Linked DNA regions of Hordeum vulgare: region 2 is linked to region 1. A link is a contact called in public Hi-C data. All regions are on one chromosome and are shown on one strand. The core of a region is the stretch at or near the end of the contact, and the rest is flanking DNA. Distances in the headings are between cores, read along the strand shown. Region 1 holds the start of LOC123442709 (peroxisomal fatty acid beta-oxidation multifunctional protein-like). Region 2 holds the start of LOC123442710 (asparagine synthetase [glutamine-hydrolyzing]-like).

Region 1 (5,912 bases), core at 108-2,607:
TGGCCCTAAGCCATCAGGGCACCGCATGCCCACCCCTTTGGTCACGTCATGTTGGCTTGGGAGCACCTCAAACATCGTGTTGCCTTGATTCTTCTTTCCAAAATTCACATATATTAAAAAAAAACTTTGTAAATATTTATTGATATTGTAATTTTCAGTTTTGCTACTACAAGGATTGCTCTCCCGCCCTCTTTATTATCCTTGATGAAGACCCACATGTAGTGCCATCGTGCGTCCTGACCTTCATTCAGTCTTCCTTGTTCCTACCTGGCTACTTCCACATGTTCCGTTCCGGTCCATTTAATTAGGGTCAAGCAATCAAAGGCCCGGCTCCGTTCCAGCACATGCATGGAAATGCATCCTCCTCCCTGTCAGTACTATCATACTATCATACTATCATTACCTGCTACGAGTAGTGCACACATGCGACAATATCCAAAAGAAGGCTACTGACTGCAATTTGCTTTGTCCAATCAGTTCCGTTGCATGTGGGATGTCCAATCCGCCGGGGAAGCGTATGTGCACCGTCGTCGAGCTCTAAGAAATACATTAATTTCTCCGTTTTAGTTTATAATGCCGGCACGTGTACCTAGGTCGTCAATTCGACCAACTTAACTAGACACATATATTACAAAAAATATATTATTAGAAACTTTAGATTTTTTATTTTTTAATGATATAATTTTTATATTAAACAATATATTCTATATAAGTCAAATTGACGGCCTAGATACACGTGCATGCCTTATAAACTGTGACGGATGAAGTATTGTACTTGCGTACGTGCATACAGAGTACGTACAATACAGAAATGAAGACGGTTGCTTGCTTGCGTGTGTCCGCCTATCGCTTCCAAGTTTCTGCCATACCTTTCTTCATCCGTCTCCATTACGCTATGGTTGATGGATGCATGGGAGCAGGCCTGCAAAGTGACCTTTTGCGGTACGTTTCGTTTTTCCTCATATAAAAGGAGAGAGGTCCCGGCATCAGACGATCCTTCCAATCCCAATCCCAAATATGCATCCTTATGAAAAGTATAGTAAGCAATAAAAAAATATCTTTGTACAATAAACATTGCTTAGTTATTTGTCTACGTGCGTGCAGATTTTTCATGATTGAAATCATAGTTGAGGAGGTCCCGGCAAAAATAACAAAACCAGCTCTTCAAAATGCTTTTAGAAATAGTTTCTCGAGCATCGAAGTCCTATTTTCTCGGAGCATTAGGAACGTCTGTTCTTCACGGAAGGTTGCAAATATGTAGAACATTCAACGATATTTCAATTTTTTTTGTTCAAAAGGACCGTCCGTCGGAACGGATTGCTAAAAAGGACCGCATGCGACACCGAATGACAAAGTGGGCCCAAACCGCGAATTCCCCTTCTTCGTTGCGGTTTCGCCATAGCTTGGCCGTCTGAACGAATTCCCAGGAAACGGACTCGGATCAGACCGACCCGACGGACCCATCTGAACACGGCGGCTCCGGTCGGTCAGTCCTCTCTCTCCGCTCGACTCGTCTTCCCTCCCGAGCTCCATAAAAACAAGGCGTGCAAGCTACTCGTGCCGGCAGCTTCCTCCACCTCCCTTCCCCCATCCCTCCCCCCGATCCACCGATTCCCTCGCGACCGATGGCGGCGGCGGGGTCGATCCGCGTCACCATGGAGGTGGGCGCCGACGGCGTCGCGCTCATCACCATCTGCAACCCGCCGGTCAATGCTCTACACCCCATCAGTAAGCAAAGCACCACCCCGTCCCTCCTGCTTCCCGCTGCTACTATACCTAACGCCGTCCCTCCTCCGCGCAGTCATCCAGGGGCTCAAGGACAAGTACGCCGAGGCCTTCCACCGCGACGACGTCAGGGCCGTCGTGCTCACCGGTGAGATTTCCTTCCCCCGCTCCACCACACCCCTCGCAAATGATGCGGAATTGCGGACGACGGGCTTCTGGTCTGTCCCGTGACGCCTTCTTCTTTTCATGTGATTGTTGGTGGAACTCAAGTTAGTCAGTGGCGATTCCTGTTCTGCTCTGTTTTGGATGCTGTTCTGCTCTGTCCGCTCTCAAATCCGTTGACCGCCCAGCTGTTTCTTGGTCTGGGGTTATCCTCGTATGTGTATATTGATTATAGGATGGCCGTGGAGCTGTCGCCATCGTATCATTTTATTTCTGCTCATCCCTGTCAGCTTGGTGATCGTGATGCTAACCGCTTGGCTGAAAGCGGGAACCTCGCTAAATTAGTTAACTCAAGTATGAAGGGGGGCTGCTGCTTGCTATAGATTTTCGGCTACACGGAAGCTCCCCTGTTTCTCCACATCTCAAACAAAAATGGGCACCGGGTGCTAGTTTTGCTACTTTTGGAAGGACGTACCCTGACTAAATCTATGTACAAGGCATGTATGGTGCTATGACTGACCTGCCATAACAAGAGGCATACTTCTTGTTTTGTCACTGGACATAGGGGGGGCGTACGGAGTTGTCCATTCCAGGGATCTGGGCCAGGGTTGGAAAAAAATCAGTTAATGAAACTTGCTATTTCTGACACTTCTTGCTGTTCTGTATTGTTGTTATTTACTTTATATTTTATAGGCGCGGTGGGCAAGTTTTGTGGAGGCTTCGATATAAATGTATTCTCAAAAGTTCATGACACTGGTAAGCGGGTGCCTACATTTGCACGGTTGGCAAATTGGTTGTTGGTAGCCAAACCTTTCTAGGAGAGTCCTTTTCATTTTCTTACACATTAAACATGGTTTCGCAGGAGATGTGTCGCATCTGCCAGATATGTCTTTTGAGCTCGTGTCGAATATGATGGAAGGTTTGGCATTTTTGTTTCTAATTTTGTCATAGTTCCTGTCGTCTTTGAATAATGGAACTCTTTAGGTAGCTCTAGTTTGTATCGAGATCATGATATCTGGGCCTGATTGTAAAAACCTGTTTACATGCAGATGGCAAAAAGCCTTCTGTCGCTGCAATTCAAGGCCTTGCTCTTGGTGGTGGTCTAGAGTTGACTATGGTCTGTCATTTTTGTTGCCTGTCCTGCTGAACATTTTTACATACCCTGTATCTGAACCTAAGTCCTTTTTTATCATGTAAATGGCAAATATATATATATATATATACAATATATATATATCAGGGTTGTCATGCTCGGATAGCTACCCCTGAAGCTCAACTTGGACTACCAGAGCTAACTCTTGGTGTGATTCCTGGAGCTGGAGGTAGGGAACTAGATCCGACAGCTTGAACTACTGCTCTTATTTGGTTGCTTTGTATTGGGTTCTGTCATGGACATGAAACTTTTCTACTCATCATGTAGGAACTCAGCGTCTACCGAGGCTTGTAGGTCTGCCAAAAGCAATAGAAATGATGCTGGTGAGTCTAATCTATCTTCTGTGTTAGTTGTTGCACTGTTCTAGCTATCGCCAGATAAACTTCTTGTCCTAAGTTGATTAATAACATGTCCAGAGTAAATTAGCCAAAAGACATGTAATAATGAAGAACAATTTTAAGTGAGTGGCTTGAGTTATATTCATTCAAATTCAACCCTGTAGTAAGAAGGTTTTCAAAGAAAAATGAATGTTGAAAAACTAAAGCATAAGTAAGAATCTCATTTCAAACTGTAATGCCTGGTACATGTATGTAGCACCGAACATAACAGGCACCCTTTTTTTCGAACAAGGAGTGTACGTGTAGTGATCATCTGGAAATTAGTCTCATCCTATCTTACTCCTATCATGCTCAGTTATAATTAATGCATTCATAAAATTTGCTTCAGCAATCGAAGTTCATTACGGCCAAGGAAGGAAAAGAACGTGGTCTTATTGATGCACTTTGCTCCCCTGATGAGTTGATAAAAATGTCGCGCTTTTGGGCTCTGGAGATTGCAAATCACCGTAAACCTTGGATAAGATCTCTTGGCAGAACAGATAGGCTTGGTTCACTATCTGAAGCTCGTGCTGTATTAAGTATGGCAAGACAGCAAGCAAATAAGGCTGCAGCAAACATGCCACAGCACCAGGCCTGCCTAGATGTTATTGAAGAAGGTGTACTATATGGAGGCCATGCTGGTGTTGTGAAGGTTTGAATTTCCTATTTGTCTTAGTACATACACTTATCATCGATGTGCTTCTCTTGGCTAAACAGCTAGCTGGGCACCATATCTCCCAAAACCTTCTAGAGATTAGGCTACTCTTATTATGTCACCAATATGCCCTAATTTAGCAATTGCTGATAAGCATAGTGTAAGAAAGGCCCTAAGCAGCCATGTCTCTACAGTCACAGCAGTTTCTTAGAAACATTTAGATTTATTAGCTCATTTTTGCCCAGAGTAACAAATTAACTTGGCAGTTGTCTTGGTATCACTGCTCTGCATAACTTAGGCTCCATTTGGCATCATGTTGGATTATGATAGTCCAGCTTATGTACACAGTTTTTTTAATCTGTTTGTTTAACCAACCCATCCTTACTTGCATGGCTTTTTTAGCAGCAGATATATAATACGGTCAGCACAGTAGCAACCACAGACCAAGCCTTAAAAATATAACAAACTTCCATGTAGTATAGTGATGACAATGATTGTTGCTTTGTTCTGTTATTTATTATTCCTTATACATGTGTTTGGTGTACCTAAATAATGCAGGAAGCAAAGGTTTTCAAGGAGTTGGTAGTATCAACCACATCAAGGGCACTTGTCCATGTATTTTTCGCCCAGCGTTCCACCACCAAGGTTGTTCTCAAAAGTATAGTATTCTGTTTAACTTTTCTTTACCTGATTCACTTTTCATGTGCTGCAACTGTCTTCATTTTGCTGCACATGTTGAACTACAATGCAACCAAACTATGTTACAGAATATGATACATGATATTAACTAACCATGCAACCAGACTACATTACAACATATGATACGTGGTCTTAAGTAAGCTTTGCTCAAATTGCAATGCCATATGTGAACAAATCAAAGCTAAATTGCTGCAAGGATGTCATTTGATGTGTAAACTTTTGTTTTGCCCCCTTTGGTTATTTGTAACCTCATGTGCTGTCTGACTCTTACAGTTGATTATTTCAGGTACCAGGTGTTACTGATATTCAACTCAAACCTAGGAACATAAGAAAAGTTGCTGTTATTGGTGGTGGTCTTATGGGTTCTGGAATTGCAACAGCCCTTCTTGTTGGCAATATATCTGTTGTCCTCAAGGAAGTAAACCCTCAATTTTTGCAAAGGGGACAGAAAACAATAGCAGGTCAATTTTGTGAAACTACTGTAGTAGCATTTTCTGGATTTTATCTTTCCAATAGATATTTGGATTGTGATTTCTTATTGATGGAGTGTTGAAACATCAAGTTACTACAAAAGGTGTTACTGAACAACAATGATTATCTTTTGCACAGGAAATCTCGAGGGCCTTGTCAAAAGAGGCTCATTGACCAAGGATAAAATGAGCAAGGCCATATCACTTCTGAAGGGTGCATTGGATTATTCAGATTTCAAGGATGTTGATATGGTTATTGAGGTTGTCCCCATAAGTTTGATGATTTAAACAAGAGAAAATAGTTGTGCATATATATTAGGTTGCCTCTAGTTTGTGAAGCAGATATTCATGACACTGTAGTACATTAACGAATCTTATGAAGGTTCCCATTAAAATGATTGAGGAATTTTAACAGATAACTTTGATATGCTTATGCAATCTATTACATAGTCACGTAGCACACTTGCTTGTTAGGTTCTTATTAATATCTTCTCTTCTTTTAGGCTGTTATTGAGAAGGTTCCTTTGAAGCAATCAATTTTTGCTGACATTGAGAAAATCTGCCCACCACATTGCATACTTGCAACGAACACGTCCACCATCGATTTGAATGTTGTTGGCGAGAAGACAAATTCTCAAGATAGAATTATAGGGGCTCATTTTTTCAGGTTT
Region 2 (6,786 bases), core at 3,688-6,187, 160 kb before region 1:
TCCAATCTAGATTTTCCAATTCATAGGCCAGGCCAAGAGAATCTTTTAAATTAAACAGTAGAAACATAGGCCTGTCTTATTACAACACCGACAAGAACTTATTCATCATATATGTCTTTAGTAGGACACGATATACGTGTCATTCATCAGCTCTCTATGGCAACACCATTCACCACGGTCTCCATCGGCCCAGGCTTATTGCTACCACCCACAGCGATCGTGTCCTGCTCGTAGGCTGAGAGATGGACTCCAAGCGCTGCTCTCCCAGAGGGGTCCAGGTTCCCAGACCACTGCGCGTCCCACTCTATTGCCTTGGCTGTGCTGCACGCCACGCTTGGCCCGCCTGGCACCGTGAGGATCGCCGAGCTCTGAAACAAGGTCAAGCAACCAACATTGCTTCCATTAAACATTGCTCCAATGGTATTGAAGTTAAGGTATCTATTTCATTCCTTTACGCAAAAGGATAATGTCCATGTTGCTCAACATTTCTTTTGTATTTACTCACTCACCTGGGGGAAGTACCTCTCGAAGATCATCCTGTAATAGTAGGCCTCTTTAGTTGTTGGGGTGTTGTGTGGGTAGATGAACTTTGCATTGGACATCATCTTATCACTCACCTGCAGTCAGTGATTTCATTTCATATCAGTTAGATATTGCAATCACATACTCGTATCGAGGAACGTACGTATTAGTTTTACCAAAACTAATTAACATGGAAAATATTTGTTTATTTACATTTGATGCTGCATGATCCTTAAGGCCATCAATCCAGCTATACCCAACACCATCACTAAACTGCTCCTTCTGCCTGTACAGAATGTGCTACATAGATCACACAGAAGAACGTGTTAATAACTCCACTACTCCAGCTGGATCTGACTGTTGAGTCGAAAAATGTTACCTTCGGCAAGAAGGGTTTCTCCTCATCGTCGAACGCTTTCCTCAGTATCCATTTTTCAATTCTTCCAAGATCAGGCCGGATCTGTGTGATTAAATTTAGAAAACAATGCAGTGCACTCCCATTCTTGTGAAATATTTTGTTCTTACCATCTTCCATTCAGGATCTATGCTCATAGCCTCATCGATGAACTCCTTGTCCAAGAATGGCACACGAACCTCAAGGCCCCATGCAGATGTTGCTTTATTGGCCCTCAAGCAATCGTACTGATGGAGAGCTTTGATCTGCAAAACAAATCATGTTAGAGCAGAGTGTTATGTGTCCTATATATTGTTTCTGCTCCTGTGAAATGTTTGTATTTTAAAGACCTTCCGACATGTTTCTTGGTGGAACTCCTCCTTGTTGGGGGCCTTGTGGAAATACAAGTACCCCCCGAAGATTTCATCAGCACCCTCACCAGAGATGACCATCTTGACACCAAGCGCCTTGATCTTGCGTGACATCTGGAACATTAGTGTGCTTGCCCTGATCGTCGTGACATCATATGTTTCAATGTGATATATCACGTCTTCAATTGCATCGATGCCGTCCTACAGCAATTTGTGCAACTAAAATAAGTGATTGTGTACAAATAAGATAGGATCGTTATACTTCTTAGTGGTACTACTACCGTACCTGAACTGTGAAGTTGAACTCATGGTGCACCGTACCCAGGTGATCCGCGACCTCCTTTGCAGCCTTGAGATCCGGTGATCCCTACAATATAAATTGAGATAACAGCATGGATTCAAGTTCTATTACTCCGAAACTTCAATAAACGTGTACATGTTCCTTTCAATTTCACACCTCAAGCCCAACACAGAAGGAGTGGAGCCTAGTTCCCCAGCGCTTTGCAGCCTTCGTCCCTGCGAAATGACGGGCTGCGACGGCTGCCACCAGTGATGAGTCGAGGCCACCAGAGAGGAGGACACCGAATGGAACATCTGTCATGAGCCTCTTGATGACAGCCTGAATGAAGAACATGAAGAATCATGGCCATGAGTCCGAAATTTTATTACATCTCTGTTTTTCAAAGATACTAGATGATGGTTAGTTGAGGCCGTTACAGTTTGCGACCTTTTCAAATGCCGATCTGAGACGTAGTGGGTCATAGGGAACCGAGGGGATGACCTCAGAGAACCAAGGAGGGTTATACCATCTCTTGAAGCACTTTTCTTTGCTGGAGTAAAGATTACCAGGTGGGAAGATCTCGAAGTGCTCACAATCATCGTTTAGTCCTTTCATCTCCGAAGATATCCACACTGAACCTGACAATTTTTCAGAGACGTGCATGTTTAGAAACGCAGTGCAAATGATATAGGTTTGTTTCATGAAAAGATTCCTCAAGCACTTTTGAGAGTGTTATACCATCGATTCCCCAGCCAATGTAGAGAGGCGTGACACCAATGGCATCACGAGCAGCAATGAAGCTGTGATCTCGTGCGTCAAGCAACACGAACGAGAAAACACCATCCAACATGTCAATGAAGCTTTCTCCATGTTCCTCATACTACATATCAAAAGGGAGAAAGTAGTCAGGTCATGACAAAAAATAAGAATTCACTTAAGGGTTGTGCCTATTTCTTTTTAGTCGTGCAAGGATCTCAAAATGGGACTCTAGCTCGAGTATGCATGCACTCACATGAATAGTGAAATTCGGAAAAATAGCAAAATAAATAAAAGAAGCTAATTTTTTTAAGCAAAATGGTCGAGTGCTCTACACCCGTGTCCACTGGCGGAGGACCCCTATGGGCAAGGTGTGGCAGCCGCCACACCTTGAATTGGAGCAAAAAGTATTTTATGCCTATGGTTAATTCGTTATTGCTGCTGGTTGTAATCTCTCCTGCAAAAAAAAAACCGCTAGCATCGGCACACGCTCGCTGATTCGAGCCATGCACGCCTAGACGAAGTGCAGCCCATAGTGTGGGCCTTCGGCCACAAACTCATCAGGGCTTAGCCTCCAGCACCCAGACACAAACCGAGACCACATATAAAACAAGAGTCGAAGACGCAGACCACAACCTAGGACGTGTCTCAATTGGGTTTGTTTAAGCTAATACATACATGGTCTAGTGTTCTACACCCATGTCAATTTTCACAAAGAAATCACACCCGTGGTAGGGGTGGACCAAAAGCTCGTACCTCACGAGCTTAATGAATGCTCAGTGGCTCAGTTCATTAAACTCATAGCTAATCATTACTAGTTTCAACTTGTTAAACTTAATGAGTTTAATGAGGAGATTAAATTTAATGAGCTTAACAAGTTCCACGAGCAGCTCATTAATACAAGACAACCCATATTCTTATGTTAAGTGGCCACATTTCATGGCACATCAATCCATCAATTCCATCTAATCGACCCAACTCAACCCATCGAAGACAAGAACTAGCGTATTTCATCATGTGGTGATCATCTTCCTGCATTAGAAGTACACTGTGAATACATCGTAACTGGAGCAAAAGGGTTTATTCATTTGAAGTACTTTCGAGCTTAATGTGCTTCAAACGAACATAGTCAATCATAGTTTTCTTGTTAAGGTTAACGAGTTTAATGAGCCGAGCATTTTCAAACCATTTAGGTCAACTACTTTTTTTCTTTGTCGCCCTGTACAAAATGGATGCCATTTTTTCATGAAAATCAAGTGGATAGAACACTCGAACATATTTGTTCAACCAGATTTAGAAATATTTAATTTTCTGTGAAATTTTTCTAAATCTTACTGATTATTTGGGTACATGTGTAACCATGTCCACCGATGTATGTTCGAGGAGATCTTCTTTTTTATAAATCTTTGATTCGACAGATGAGGACATATAGAGATACAATGATCTACTTAACTTTAATACCGCTGATTAATATACCAAGCCACAAATATGGACATATAGATATTACACCTTCGCTTCCGTAGAACACCCCCCCCCCCCCCCCCCCTCACAAAAAGTAGAAGGGAACATATATCCACCTCGTATTGTGAACTATAGACCGCCGTACGTATCTTACATTGTATCCACCTCGTATTGTATATGTATAACATCTTGTAGTGTACAATACGAGATGGGTATATGTTGTTCCTTCTACGTTTTGTGGAGGGGGTCTACCGAAGCACACCTCGAGAGATTATCTGGAGTATATTTGTCTTGTCTTCTACCCTCTTCTTTTCTAAATACTCCCTCCGGAGGTAGTATATCTCTTTTTAGAAATTTTACTATGGATTACATATGAATTACTATACCCTAAAATACTCGTATGTAATTAATACTGAAATTACTAAAATTTATATACATTTAGAAAAGGGAGTATGTTTATATATATTTATATACATTCGTTATTCATACTGAAATTACTAAAAGGGAACAGAGGGAGTAGAATTTACGGATTCACCATACTTAGTGTTTAACAAACATGTTCTAAATTTGTGGATTGTAATTCTGTGGTTTAATATATCAAGCAGGAGAAGAATGCTGGTGTGTGGTGGGTGACTGACCAGATGGGCGATGACCTCGCAGTCACTTCCGGTCCGGAACCTGTGGCCGGGGAGCCGTTCCCGGAGCTCCTCATGGTTGTAGATCTCCCCGTTGACGGCAACAGCAACGGACTTGTCCTCGTTGTAGAGCGGCTGGTCGCCGGAGGCCGGGTCGATGATGGCGAGGCGCTGGTGGCAGAGGTAGTTGTCGGCGACCTGGTGCAGGCCGCTCCAGTCCGGGCCGCGGTGCTTGAGCCTGCGCGAGAGCTCGAGCACATGCACCCTCTTCCCCTGCGACTCATCGCCGCACCCCAGCACCGCCAGTATGCCGCACATGATATGCTCAGACTGCTATGCTTTCCTCTGCTTCGCTGGATATCGTCGTCGTCGATCGTTGTCTACAGCCAACACCGAGGTACGTAGTCGATCTGAATTGTGCATGAAGCTGTGCAGCAAAGGCTTGGCTCTACTTGTAGGTAGATTAGATAGATAGATGCCTCATGCCTGGCCGGAGATGGCGTGCTACACGTCGTACATGCACGGCCTCGTCGGATTTTCTTGTGGCCACCGCACCACATCAGGCCATGGCTTCGTTTGTCCACTTCTACCATCATCCGTCGGCACCTTGCTTGCATGCGTGCGTTTCTTCCTGTTACATGTCCATGCATGTACTCCACGTGTTTCTCTTCTCGCATCATCCATTAGCAGCTAGCGGTATCGAATCAATCCTCGACGCTTTCTATTTTTAGAAAACAGCCTCCGGTTTTAAATTAGGTAGATAACGACCCGCTCGTTGTTTTGAACTTTTTTAGTAATGAATAAAATGGTGTGTGAGAATAGCACCGCACCTTTTTCAGCCTAGAAGTGTGAAGTTAGGACGGTGTACTCCTGCCCGGAGTTTCAATCGTAGACTTAACATTGATGTTTGTATTTTCCTACGTTTATTTTACATTTTTTATAAAGATGTATGTTCATTAGAAGGAGATGTTTTTATCGATTATATAAAAAAATAACGTCCATACGTGTGGACGTTTGCAAATCGCCCTAATATATGGATCTGCGTTCGTTTTGTGCTTTACATTAATCTTAGAATTTTTTGGCATTTTTTTGTATCACGTAGGACTGAGCTGGTGTGTGGGGTTTAACCACTTCGCTCACACGCCCACTTCTATCTCAAGAGAAACCTTTTTGATTTCCGGCTTAATTTTTTTTATCTTCTAATTAAAAAATTCAGTTAAAAATTTATTTTCATCATTAAATCCGTTCCGACGAGATCTTCAAAACTAAATTCCATGTTAATATATTTTGATGATTTTTTTTTGCAACAATTGTCATGATGTTACACTGTAGTTACCGTAGTGTTTACATTACAATTGCCATGTCATATTGTATCTATTTGTTTTCTAGATTTAAAGCTATGTTATATTTTCAACTATTTTTACGGTGATTTTTAGTAATTAACTACAATAAATTTATTGCATGGCTCATGACAATTTTTACTAATCCATCACGGTAAATTTAGTTTGTAGATCATGGCATTTTTGAATTTTGACCATGCTCGATGAATATTTTTTGACCAAAAATTGTCATGATGTTTACACTGTAGTTGTCATAGTGTTTACTAAAGTTACAATGACATGTTTTATCTATTTTTTTTCTAGATTTAGAGCTACCGCTACAATTTTTTAACTACTTTTTACGGCAATTTTTATTAATTAATCATTTTGATTTTAGTTTATGATTCATGGCAAGTTTAGTTTTTTAATTCTCTGTTTTATAATAGGTTAAAATTTAATTTTAAATGTAGAAAAAAATAGCTGAAACATATCATGGCAACTACAGTGCATGGCAACTGTTGTCCGATTTTTTTCCATCGAAACATATTAATATGAGATCTAGTTTCGAAAATCCCATTGCGATGGATTTAATGATAAAAACGGATCTTCAATCAGATTTTTTTATTTAGAAGATAGAATATTTTAAAAATTAAAACTTCAAAAAGATATCCACATGCATGCATGCAGTGTGGGCGTTAACTGTTTTGTCCACACATAGACGTGTGGGCTGTTTTCCTTACATACCACACAGAACATGTGAGCAACACCCTTAACACCCACACGTGTGGACGTTATCATGGCCCTTATAATAACGTGTGTGATGACTTTATTAATCTTAAGATAATGTGTCGGCTTAATTTTTAAAAGATGTTTATAAAGGTATGATGTGTCTGTATGCGTTTATAAAAATAAATGTATGTGAGTATATATAACCACATGCGTCAGTACTGTGCTGAAAAATAAATGAAGGATGAAGACATGTTATATTGTCTTATGACATTAAATTTCAATTATTTATTGTTGGTGTGGGGTGGGGTGGGGGGGGGAG

Evidence for each region. A called contact is a pair of places that touch in the nucleus more often than the background predicts.
Region 2: a contact with region 1 is called in a Hi-C map of leaf, with 5 times the contacts expected there. The contact joins the promoter of LOC123442710 here to the promoter of LOC123442709 in region 1. A contact is called at or near these places in 2 of 6 Hi-C or Micro-C datasets (leaf and seedling).

What each region holds. Positions count from the first base shown.
Region 1 is chr3H:25,337,621-25,343,532 of MorexV3_pseudomolecules_assembly, reverse strand. It overlaps LOC123442709 (peroxisomal fatty acid beta-oxidation multifunctional protein-like), which reads left to right and starts at 1,357. Exons shown (of 18, transcript XM_045118828.1): 1 at 1,357-1,728; 2 at 1,802-1,873; 3 at 2,581-2,643; 4 at 2,750-2,806; 5 at 2,937-3,004; 6 at 3,128-3,209; 7 at 3,308-3,363; 8 at 3,767-4,069; 9 at 4,631-4,717; 10 at 5,058-5,232; 11 at 5,381-5,502; 12 at 5,745-5,908. The coding sequence starts at 1,626.
Region 2 is chr3H:25,498,951-25,505,736 of MorexV3_pseudomolecules_assembly, reverse strand. It overlaps LOC123442710 (asparagine synthetase [glutamine-hydrolyzing]-like), which reads right to left and starts at 4,937. Exons shown (of 11, transcript XM_045118829.1): 1 at 4,423-4,937; 2 at 2,306-2,447; 3 at 2,015-2,205; 4 at 1,745-1,906; 5 at 1,574-1,654; 6 at 1,267-1,488; 7 at 1,048-1,182; 8 at 902-982; 9 at 736-822; 10 at 510-617; 11 at 20-368. The coding sequence starts at 4,737. The coding sequence ends at 147.